2 separate regions of the Mus musculus genome follow, and region 2 is linked to region 1. A link is a contact called in public Hi-C data. All regions are on one chromosome and are shown on one strand. Each heading gives the region's core, a stretch centred on a gene start, on an enhancer-like site or on the middle of the called end of the contact. The rest is flanking DNA. Distances are from core to core; before and after follow the strand shown.

Region 1 (5,333 bases), core at 780-3,279:
TCAATAGAGAACTCTTCTCCTTCCCCAGCAGCTACCCACTACCAGAGCTCCTCAGTGTGGTGTGGAGCCTGCAGGTTGTCTCCTGTCTGTGCCAGGATTTTGGCCGGCTTGATCTTGTGTTGTGGATTACTTTAGCTGCTGTGAGTTTGTGTGCCATAGACATGTATGTCAGAAGACAGCGTGGCACAGGGCTTCTCTAACCTCTCACTCTTACTGTTCTCTCCACCCCTCTTCCACAGTGTGCCCTGAGCCAGAGAGGAGATGGGGGGGGGGGGGGCAGATACAGATATCTTACCAAGGGCTGAGCTCTCACGCGTTCTCTCTCTCTCTCTCTCTCTCTCTCTCTCTCTCTCTCTCTCTCTCGTCTCTCGTCTCTCGTCTCTCGTCTCTCTGGTCTCTCTCTCTCAAACATATTTTTATTGATTATTTGGGAATTTTATACAATGCACCCTGGTCACCCTTACTTCCAAGTCTGTCCCCTTAACCCTTGTAGCTCAAAAAAGAATCAAACAAAACAAAACACCAGCCAAGTCCAGTTTGTGCTGTCTGTACAGTCACTGGAACATGGCCACACTCTCGGTGGCCAGCCCTTAAAAGTGAGTCCTTCCCACTAACCGCACCCTGCCAGAGCCACCTACCATGGAGAGCCACACTTCAGCCTCCTCTCCACATCTCCTCGATGGTTTCCTTCTAGGTTGTTAGGGGTGTGTGTGTGTGTGTGTGTGTGTGTGTGTGTGTGTGTGTGTGTGTGTGTATGTGTGTGTGTGTATGGGGAAGGGAGGTTATCACAGGAGTCTTCTATGTTTCTCAAATGTGAGTCCTCAGTCATCAGTACCAGTACAGCAGATGCTTCCTTGTCCTTCATAGTCAACAGGAGTGAGGTTCATGGGCTTCTACATGGTTTCTGGTGACAGCACTGATATCCACCCTTGTGTCAGCAAGTGCCGTGGACCTCAGCATCGTCTCTGGTGGTAGGATGGGTCATGGACACCAACATAGTCCAATAGTAGCACGGCCTGGGGACATTAACATGGCTTTAGGTGGCAGCATAGACCAAGGATATCTATCTGTATGGCCTTCCATGGTAATACAGGTCATGGGCATCAGCACTGCCAGCCGCAGCACTGCCCAGTCATGGTCCCCAGTGGCAGTGGACCACAGACATCAGCACAGCCTCAGAGGCAGTGCAGACCTCTCACACCTGGCGTTCCCATCTCTCCAGTGATGCCTGCCCTCTTCAAAAAGCAGTTTTGTGGACCAAGGTTGAGAGCAGTCCAAGTCTATGGGTAGAACTGTAGATATTTTGAAGGCATTTTAAAAAGAAAGCTGCGACTGTTTTAACTTCTCTGCACACTTGGAACCATTTCCCTTCTCATCCCTACTTATATGCCAATCTTTTTAAATTTTTATTTCCCCCTTAATCATACATATTAAAAGCTTGACTGCTTTATTTTTTTTTTAATTCTTTGTTTGTTTGTTTTCTAAGACAGGGTTTCTCTATATAGTCCTGGCTATACTGGAACTCACTCTGTAGGCCAGGCTGGCCTTGAACTCTGAGATCCTCCTGCCTCTGCTTCTGAGTGTTGGGGCTGCAGGTGTGCTCCACCACCGCTCCCCCCCCCCCCCCCAGAATTAAACATCAAACATCACCTTTATTTGTCACTTCTGATATAGAAAATTTTATGGGCCAAGAAGATGGCTCAGTGAGGACAGGCACCAGCAGCTACAGCTGACCCCCTGAGTTCCATCTCCAGAGCCCGTGTGGCAGGAGGCAGGAGACTACTTCTAAGAGCTGTCTTCTGGCTTCCACATGTGCATCGTAGTGTGCATAAATGTCATTTAAATTTTTCAAGTTATTTCTGCTTTTGTGTTTTTATTTGTTTTTCTGCTTCTATGAAATGAATAGTCTCCTTTCTTATGTAAAGTGTTAATGTGCCTGCAGCTGCATTTCTTTCCCTCGGTTACACAGCTCCGTGGCGTATGTGCATAGCTTGTAGTTTGTGAGGCTTTCCTCTCTTCAGTACGGTTAGTTTATACAATTTGTTTTCACTCCCTGGGCAGAAGAGGGGATGGAGCTGCTCCAGACCCACTGAGCACGTGGGTTCTGAGCGTGGGGGGCCTGATTTCTCCCAAAGGAAATCGGGGTTGTTTCCAAGAGTGGGGAGTAGGGTGTTGGGCAGAGCAATGCGTCAGCTTCTTTTCTTTTGCCAATAAAGTTAATGAAAGATCAGTGAAAGTTTTTTACACAGCACAGTGTCCAGCGCAAAACAAACCCATTACCAGTACACAGATGGCTGCCTCCCTCACGCTTCTTACCTGCTCTGCCTCACGGCTGTCTGGGTGGGTGGGGGCCTCTGGCTGGGCCATCACCTCCTCACGCCTGTAGATCTCCTGAGGAACCTGAGGCTATGCCCTCATTTCCTAGGGAGGCTGGAGGGGGTGGCATTCTCCTGCGCCCCAGGGGTCAGTCCTGCTAAGGGACTCTGCCCACGTGCATTTGCAATTACTAACAAGGCCATGTGCTCACACCGGAAACCATGTCTACTCCCCAGCTGACACGTGACTGCCCCATGCTGAAAGCCTGGGAAACATTTGTCTCTCTGGCAGTCAGAGGCCACAAACTTTCCATAAGGCCTAGACTTTATATAAGGATTCATTCTGAAGTTCCCAGTTTGCATGATAGATGTTAATTGGCAGGCATTAATTAATACAATCGTCTCCATCCTCCTCTCAGGGAGCCAGGGCTGCCCGCAGACAGTGGGTCTGCTTGCTGCTGTCTTAAAGACCAAAGCAAACCACGCAGCTCTAATGAGCAGGCACTCTGTTATTTCATTTGGTATTTACCAGGATGGTTTATGGGGTGGAACCACACAAGTGTAGCTCTGGGGGCCAGCTCCTCATTTCTGAATTCTGAAAGTCATCTTTTCAGGCAAAGCAGAAAGAGCGTGGAAAAAAGTCTTTCATCTCAGACTTTGAAAGAGAAAATAGAAAGTGGTAAAATGGAAAAGCTGCGTGTTCTCCTGCCGGGCAGGTTTCTTTTCCCCTCGACACAGCAGAATTTTTCCATATTGAAAAGATAGGGGTGTGAGAAAAACCAAAACCAGACTGGGGCTGGAAGTGAGACAGGACGGCCAGGAAGAACAAGGGTGCAGTGAGCCTTCCCTGGGCTTGTGGGGCTCCAGGCCAGCCATGGGCTTTGGCTCAGCCTGGCTGCCTGCTCCTGGCTTGCAGAAGCCACTGCGCTCCACCAGGCAGGGGTCCTCTCTGAAGGCATCGCCTTTGTCAGCCGGTACAAAGGTGGCACAGGGCAGAGGCGAAGTTGGGGGAACCGTGTGCCTCAAAGGAAGGCTAGTCTGTGAGCAGGCATGGTTGTGTGAGGTGCCCCCAGGTGAGAGGCTACAGCTGCACGCCTCCCATTCCCAGCTCAAGCTGGGACCCTCTTCTTTGGGCCAGCCCATGCCTCCCAGTTCCTACCCCTAGCGCTGCTGTCAAGACAGGCCTGAATTCCCACCCCTGTCTTCTTGGAAGCTGTGGGAATTTGGCCTACCCTTTTTTCCTCTGACACCTCAGTGTCTTAACATAGTGTATGGACAATTGAGAGTAAAGGAGCCTGAGACCAGCAGCACGTCCCCCTCCCCCGCCTACATGATGGACAGCGGTTCTTCCCGTCACCTAAGCCTCCCTCACTGTGTCAGTACCTCACAGTCTAGCCCAGTCCCTTGGCACCGCCGATCCCCACTGCAGCCAAAGCCAGTGGCTGGCCCAATTACCGTCTGTGGTAGAGGGCCAACAGCACAGTGTCATCTGCTGCAGTCACTGTCTAAACAGGAACAGGAGCTGCACTATCCCAGGCCAGATGGGCTCCCAGCACTGGCCCAGCTACTGGGTGGTCCCATGCGGCTGGTGTCTGGGGACCTACCTTCCACGGTTATAGCAGTTGTAGCCAGACCATCCCTCCCATGGCCACCCCTCTGCTACTCCTAGCCGGTCTGTGTGGCAGAGCTGGCAGGGCCCCCAGGTCTGGGTGGGCCACTGATATAAGGCCGGAGACTAATGTGCTCAGGCAGGCCTGGGATGTGTATCAGGAGGGAGGAGCCACAGCCTCCCTTCAAGCCCCTCTGGAGAAGGTTAATTCCACAGTAGAGAGGAGGAGAAAGAACCAGAGCCTGGGCACCTAGGCCCTCGTCCAGCTGTTAGATGTCCCCATCCTGCCTCACTGGCTTCCGGGTACTGCTGGCAGCCTGGTGCAGTGTATGACAGCTGGACAGAGCTGTATGTGGATCCTGCCTTGGCCACTTTGCCACTGTGTGGCCTCAAGAAAGTAATGTAGCCTCTTCTAGTTTCAGTCCCTTTGTCCTGTAGAAGAGGGACCATCGTTTCCTGGTGGCCACATTGTCCTTGAAATCAACAATCTGACCGAATCTTCAGTTTAGGACCAGGATGTAGTAAGTGCTTAGTAACCCTGAGTCAGCACCATCTTTTTTTTTTTTTTTTTTTGAACAGGGTTTCGTTATGAAACATGGGTGAACAAGGTTAGAGCTCTCTACCCACTGAACTACTGCTACAGCCTCCACCCCCAATCTTACCATCTCATCAGGTTGTTGTCTGGGGTAACACAAACATGCCCCCTGATTCTCCGTCTCCTCACCTCACGTTCACCAAGCAGCTCTGTGTACTTTGCTCTGGGGACGCGCATGCGCCCAGACCTGCTCCCAGGCTGTGAGGAGCCCTGTCAGGGAGGAGTCGGCTGTCAGGATTCAAGCATCTGGTTTATGTTGCAGGCCTAGAAATATCTCCTGTGGTTGGCTAGTACAACAGAAAAGACTTCTCTGGGTTCCTGCACTGTTGGCAACAGCGCACCATTTCTATAGCCCTGGCTGTTGAGGGAGTACAAAAGTGTAGATGTCCGCTGCCCAGCTTCACAAGACTAGGTCCCCAGTCACTCACCCTGTCCTCACCACTGTGACATGAGGCTAACCACTCAGGGCCTGAGGTGCAGCAGGTGCTGGAGTCTGGGTGTTTTGCCGAGGGATTTAGGAACTCACTGTCTTAGACAATAATGAACCCCTGCCCTTCCCCAGGGTATGCTCAGCTCCTCTGGCCTTGGTTTGTAGAGCACTACTCAGGAATGAGGCTCAGGCCACACTGTCCCTTTGGTACAACACAAGGGACTCTCCAAGTAGAGTTGTGTCTGAGCAAGGGCCTCTCTGCTCTGGAGGCCAGTTGGATGAATATGGGCAGCACATCCCTGCAGAGCACATCTTAGTACACAGTAGTGAGACTGTATGCAGCCCTGCATCTCTTCAATCTCCTTTTCCCAGAGGTGCTGGTCT
Region 2 (5,333 bases), core at 1,671-4,170, 170 kb before region 1:
CTCTTCTGTTGATCTCTGTTTCCCTTCTAGAGGCCCTAGCAGCTACATGCCACTCCAGGTTCTGGCCTCACGCTGGGCACCCCCACATTCTGAGGAACCTGTGTCCCGAGGCCTGGCATTCCTGTATGAGTCTCCCAGACTCCCTGCTAATGGCCTGGGCTCTGGCTCTGTACTGCCAGCCCTCTCTCTCCACCTCAGTCCAGTGGTGAACTGCCAACTGTTGTCAGTTACAATGAGTTAATTTATAAAAATAAGTGAGTCATTAGACACATATGATTTAAAATTCAAGCCAGCTAAACAAATTCCACCCTGACTCTGACATCCTAGTCCCTCATTGTCACCGCTCAGAGGGCAGACATAGCTTCATACTATTGTACACCTTGGTGAATCTGACTTGGCACTGTTGGAATACCAGTATTTATTTAAACAACTGGCCACCAGGTGGCACCAAATTGCCACACAGAGCTCCAGCCTCCCTACCCAGAGGCTGTCTTTAATCCAGTGAGCTGCCTTTCAAGTGTGCAACTACTTTTACCCCTAGGTGCTGTGTTGCTCCAAGTGTTTTCCATACCTACTATAAATAGACAGCATTGAAGTATACAAAACGGTAGACATTTAAGTGCACCTGGAGTTTCTTTGGGAGGCAGGGCTGTTAGTTTGTGTAGCAGGTTTTCTGTATGTCTTCATCATGTGTGTGCATGTGTTGTTAGCAGCCTCAAGCATGTGTTTGTGTAAGCACTTTCTTAGTGAGATGTGCCAACTGGAAGCCAGTTCTCCCTGCCCTGCTCATGGGCCTCTCTAGTTCTCCTCTTTATCTAGTATCACTTGCTGACAAGCCGTGTATTTACTGAATGCCTTATTTGCTGTTTACTGAGGGGTTTCCGGCTTCTTGCTTGCTGCTTTGTCCCTGGAATCCAGGATAGTACCTGGTACAAATAGGACTTTGGGCAAACATTTGTTGGCTGGATGAGTGTGCTGATGTGAGCAGGCGCCTGAGCTGTGGGCATCTTTCATTGTCTGTAAGTCCTGATGTCTTGATTGTCTGATGCAGTGTAATGGGGCACAGAAGCGCATGTGTGGGTTGGAGTCTGTGGCTTCCTGGTGCAGGCCTGGTGGCCTGTCCTGATGGTCCCTGCCATGCTGAGTGCAGCCATGGCCTCGTGCTGTGCTTTCAGCTCTTGTGGGTCTTCATGTTTCCAGGCTTGAAGGTGCCGTGTCTGCCAGGAGTCCAGCCAGGGGACTTTCCACATCAGAGATGCTCAGTCATCACCTGCCACGTGATCCCACAAACCTTTTCCTGGCATTACTGGCTGCCTTTGGTCTTTCCATGTTCCCTTTCTATCCTGAAGTTAAGCTTGTTAACATTTAAATCTGCCAGGTGGGCCATGGATGGGTGACTCAGTAGCCAAAGATCTGCCTAGTATGTGGCAGAACCCAGGTTCCATCCCCAACACTACAGGAAGCTAGTCAGAGCACGCACACACCCATGCTGGCCGCTGGTTTCCTTGGCTTCCTGACATTATTGTGACCCTGAGGGAGAGCTGCTTTCTTCTAAGACTAAAAACACAAATCTGTTTTTCCTCAAATGTTTTAATTTGGGGGGGGGTCTGTTTAACTATTCCCTTTTGCTGAGCATTTATTCTTTTTGTTTGTTTGTTTTTGCTTTTTTGTTGTTGGTTTTTGAGAGAGGGTTTCTCAGGCGGTTCTAGAACTCACCCTGTAGACCAGGCTGGCCTTGAACTCAGAGAGATCCAGCTCTGCCTCTCAGATGCTTGTATAGAGGGGAGAATTGATGAATTTATGTTATTGTCTCAAAGGGAGTTAAAGCTTAAAAGGAAGATTTAAACGTATTTTTATTTTATGTGTACTGGTGTTTTGCCTGCATGAATGTGTGTACTGAGTGCATGCACTACTTGTGGAGGCCAGAAGAGGGCGACAGATCCTTCGGGACTGGAGTTGCAGATGGTTGGGGGCCACCACATGGGTGCTGGCAGGTGTGTGTGTGTGTGTGTGTGTGTGTGTGTGTGTGTGTGTGTGTGTGTGATGGGTCCACTGCAAGAGCAGTGAGTACTTTTAACCAAGGGGCCATCTTCAGCCCCTAGAACTCTTTAACAAAAACATTAAGTTTATTGATTCTGTGTGTGTTTGAGTGTGTATGTGTGTGGAGGTCAGAAGACAGTTTACAGAGGTCTTTACCATGTGGGTCCCAGGGACCAAACTCAGGTTGTCAGGCTTTGGTGGCGTGAGCCTTTGCCCCTGAGCCAAGCCCTTAAAACCTTTTAATGAGAGTTTATTGTTTTCTTCAGGTGACTTCTGCACATTTCTTTAAACTCCTTGCCCAGGTCTGCTCTGGTTTGAGCTGTTGTGTTTATTGCTGGATGCCGTTAGTGGAAAGGAACCGACTTTGAGGCTGGATGCCTGGCACCCAGAGTTCCTTCCCTCAAGCTAGTCCTGTTTGCTCATTCATGTCTTCCTTCCCCGGGTTTCAGGGCTGAAACCATTTCATTCATATTTTAAGTTTGTTTGTTTCTCCAGCAAAGTTTGGAGAGGAGAAAGCAAATATGGGGGTGCACTTCATGCAGTGGAGAGCAAACTCAGTTTATGGAGTGCTGTGAAAATGTCCCCTGTCCTCACACACTTGTGGACATTCACACCCCTCTCATCCCAACAGGGCCCTATAGCGTGTGGGATGGGGCTGCAAGAGCTTGGCGAGCTGGTTGAGCCCCTGCTTTAGCCTCTGTTCACAGGTGACAGACCCTGTGTGCCTCTGTCTGCCAGCTGCCCACTCGCCTCATCCTCTTGGCACAGTTCCTCTCCTCTTGGGGGCTGCCCAGCTACTTGTTACGAAGTTGGGGCCAAGGACAGTGCTTGTGGTGTTTGTTAATGAACGTGTGATTGCAGATCCACCACCTACCCCTACCCTCCTGGTTTCAAGAAGAGGAACTTGGTCTCAGGACTTGGAGGAGTGACTGAAGAGAACAAGAGCCTCATTGTGAACCAGGCCAGCACCAGGCATCCCAGCTCAGGGCTCTCTGGCTTTGTGTGTAGGATCGTGTACCCCTTTACTGTACACCTTGTCGTTTCTGAATCTTCATTGGCAAGGGTCACCGTGTGGAAGCAGGGACACAGTGGGGGACTGTTCAGGGGTCTTGGGTGGCTTGGGTTTTGGGAGGAGACTTGGCTACAGAGAAGCACAGAAGCATCTCTGCACCTGCCGGGCAGAGACTGTGACCCCTCTCCTTGAAGTAACATTGCTTGCTTAGTCCCAAGGCAGATGTTCTTTGAATCATTAAAATCAAGCATGTGATTGAGTGGAGAGGGGCCCAGAATACTAGACTCCTGATCTAGACACCCCACATCCTTAACAACGCAGAAGGGAATCTTCTTCCCAGACTTCTGAGCCATCTTCACAAAGATGGGTGTCTCACATCTCCTCACTTGCCTTTCCCAGAGCGCTCTCTAAAGCCCATTGGCCACAGCAGGTCTGACTCACTGTGGCCCTGCTGCAGGAGGGCCCATGCTTGTGACTTCTAAAATAGAGAGTACTGGAGGAGGGGCAGAAGCAGAGCAGGCTCAGGCTCCTCCCCATTGGTCTTCCACACAGCTTCTGTGCATGAGCCAGCAAAGAGTGGTGCTCCCAGTGCAGTGACCGTGACAGCACATCCCAGTTCACCCCTGGATGCGGCTCTTTCTCCCAACCTGTTTGGGATCCATTTTCATTCGTGCTTGCAACATTTGGAAGAAATCACACTCCTGTAATTGGGCAGGCTTGGTTGTATGCATTTTCTTTGAGACAGCCTCTACTGTCTTAGGAAAAAGTGATCATTCTGCTTTGCCCTTAGGGCCTGCTCATTGGCCTGCTCATCTCAGGCCGTCCTGTGCTTTCCTGAGCTGACAGTCTTGAGGAGCGCTTTGCCTGGGAAGAACCCAGGGCTGCATCTGGGCTTTTCCTTTCCCTCTCTGGGACTCCCCCCACCCCCAAAGAGCAGAGAAAGACGCGGGGTTGTTCTGTGGTTCTGATAACAGCTGCCACGCTCTTAAGGAATTACATCATGAGAACTGCTTTTACTCTTGCATTGTTTGGGTTTCCAGGAGGGTTGGCAGCAAGAGTGTGTTTGCCTGTGTATGCAGGAGACAGGGTGGGGAGGGCTGAGAGGTAGAGAGGTCGAGGGAGGGTGGGAAGAATGGGTTTTTGTGTGTACAGGCTGCTGTGCCCAGCCTAAGCAGCTGATACCACCTTCCCTATGGATACAGAGTTCAGATGTGAAAAGATGTGTCTGCACATAATAGTTGAATCCATCTCCCTCAGTCACTGTATTTACATCTGCAGAGTGGCGTCTTAGTATTGCTGTTGATGTGAAGAAGCATCAAGCCCATGGCAACTCTTAGAAGGAAAACATTTATTTGGGGCTGGCTTATAGTCCAGAGGTTTGGTCCATTATTGTCACGATGGGAAGCATGGTATCTGAAACCTCAAAGTCCACTGCCAGGGACACACCTCCTCCTAATAGTGCCACTCCCTATGAGCTAGGGGCCATCTTCATTCAGACTACCACAGAGGAGGTTTACAGAATGCATGCAAGTCCTGTCTCCAGAGTCCGGGACAAAGCCTCTGTGGCAGAGGCACTGAGGGCCAAGCTGTATTTGCTGTCCTTGGGTCTAGGGCTGGAATCCTGCACAGAGCAAGGGTTGGTGAACCCTTCACTTGTGATCGGACGAGGGGAGAGCAGAGGCAGGCACTGATGCTGTGGCCACACAGGCTCCTGTCCTGCTCGCTGGGCTTCCTCAGCACCTGTAAGATGGGAGGACACAGCTGAGGCAGTGAGAAGGAGCCTCTGCTGACTGTGCTCTGGGACCCAGTGCCCCATGCTGTGCTCGCACGCTTGAGGCCACCTCCCATCTCCTGACCCGGAAGACCCCTCCTCAGCTTCATACCAGCACTGTGGCTCTTCTTAGTGGCCCCATGTTGGCCCTTTTAATGCCCTACCTAGTTACACACTTCATCATGTGCAGGAAAACTGGACTGCCCCAGTCCTTCAGAATCCACGCATACATGCTGAGGACAAGGCTCAGAGATTGGTAGGACTTTCTGCTCTTCTCCTGGACCTGAGTTTAGTTCCCAGCCCTACAACTGCCTGTAACTCTAGCTCTAAGGGACTCAGTGCTATCTTCTAGCCTCTGAGAGTATATCAGCATATACACAGGATGCACATGCGTGTGCACACACACACACACACACACACACACACACACACACAAAATAAAATAGAAATGGAATTTGCTACCACTTGTTCACAACCTTGAATTAGAGGATTCCCAGTACCTCCAAGGAA

The links. A called contact is a pair of places that touch in the nucleus more often than the background predicts.
Region 2: a contact with region 1 is called in a Hi-C map of uterus, with 7 times the contacts expected there. The contact joins two enhancer-like sites. A contact is called at or near these places in 2 of 39 promoter capture datasets (embryonic stem cells and trophoblast stem cells), 4 of 15 datasets of contacts at CTCF or cohesin (embryonic stem cells, large pre-B cells and pro-B cells), 19 of 484 Hi-C or Micro-C datasets (the G1E-ER4 cell line, the HL-1 cell line, bone marrow-derived dendritic cells and 8 more) and 11 of 115 datasets of contacts at active chromatin or transcription factors (the HPC-7 cell line, bone marrow-derived macrophages, embryonic basal ganglia and 6 more).

The regions. Positions count from the first base shown.
Region 1 is chr2:33,177,252-33,182,584 of GRCm38.p6, reverse strand. The region is part of intron 8 of Ralgps1 (Ral GEF with PH domain and SH3 binding motif 1); the gene reads left to right. It overlaps Gm13528 (a long non-coding RNA gene), which reads right to left. Exons shown (of 3, transcript XR_866131.3): 1 at 4,587-5,333; 2 at 639-1,016. Among named protein-coding and RNA genes, the nearest start is that of Gm13528, 4.6 kb to the right of the region's middle. Within about 2 kb of position 2,029, at least 33 of the 459 cell types and tissues checked have an H3K27ac peak or open chromatin away from gene starts, as enhancers often do. A contact at or near this core is called in uterus, where this site is marked.
Region 2 is chr2:33,344,403-33,349,735 of GRCm38.p6, reverse strand. All of the region lies in intron 1 of Ralgps1 (Ral GEF with PH domain and SH3 binding motif 1), which reads left to right. Among named protein-coding and RNA genes, the nearest start is that of Ralgps1, 24 kb to the left of the region's middle. Within about 2 kb of position 2,920, at least 79 of the 459 cell types and tissues checked have an H3K27ac peak or open chromatin away from gene starts, as enhancers often do. A contact at or near this core is called in uterus, where this site is marked.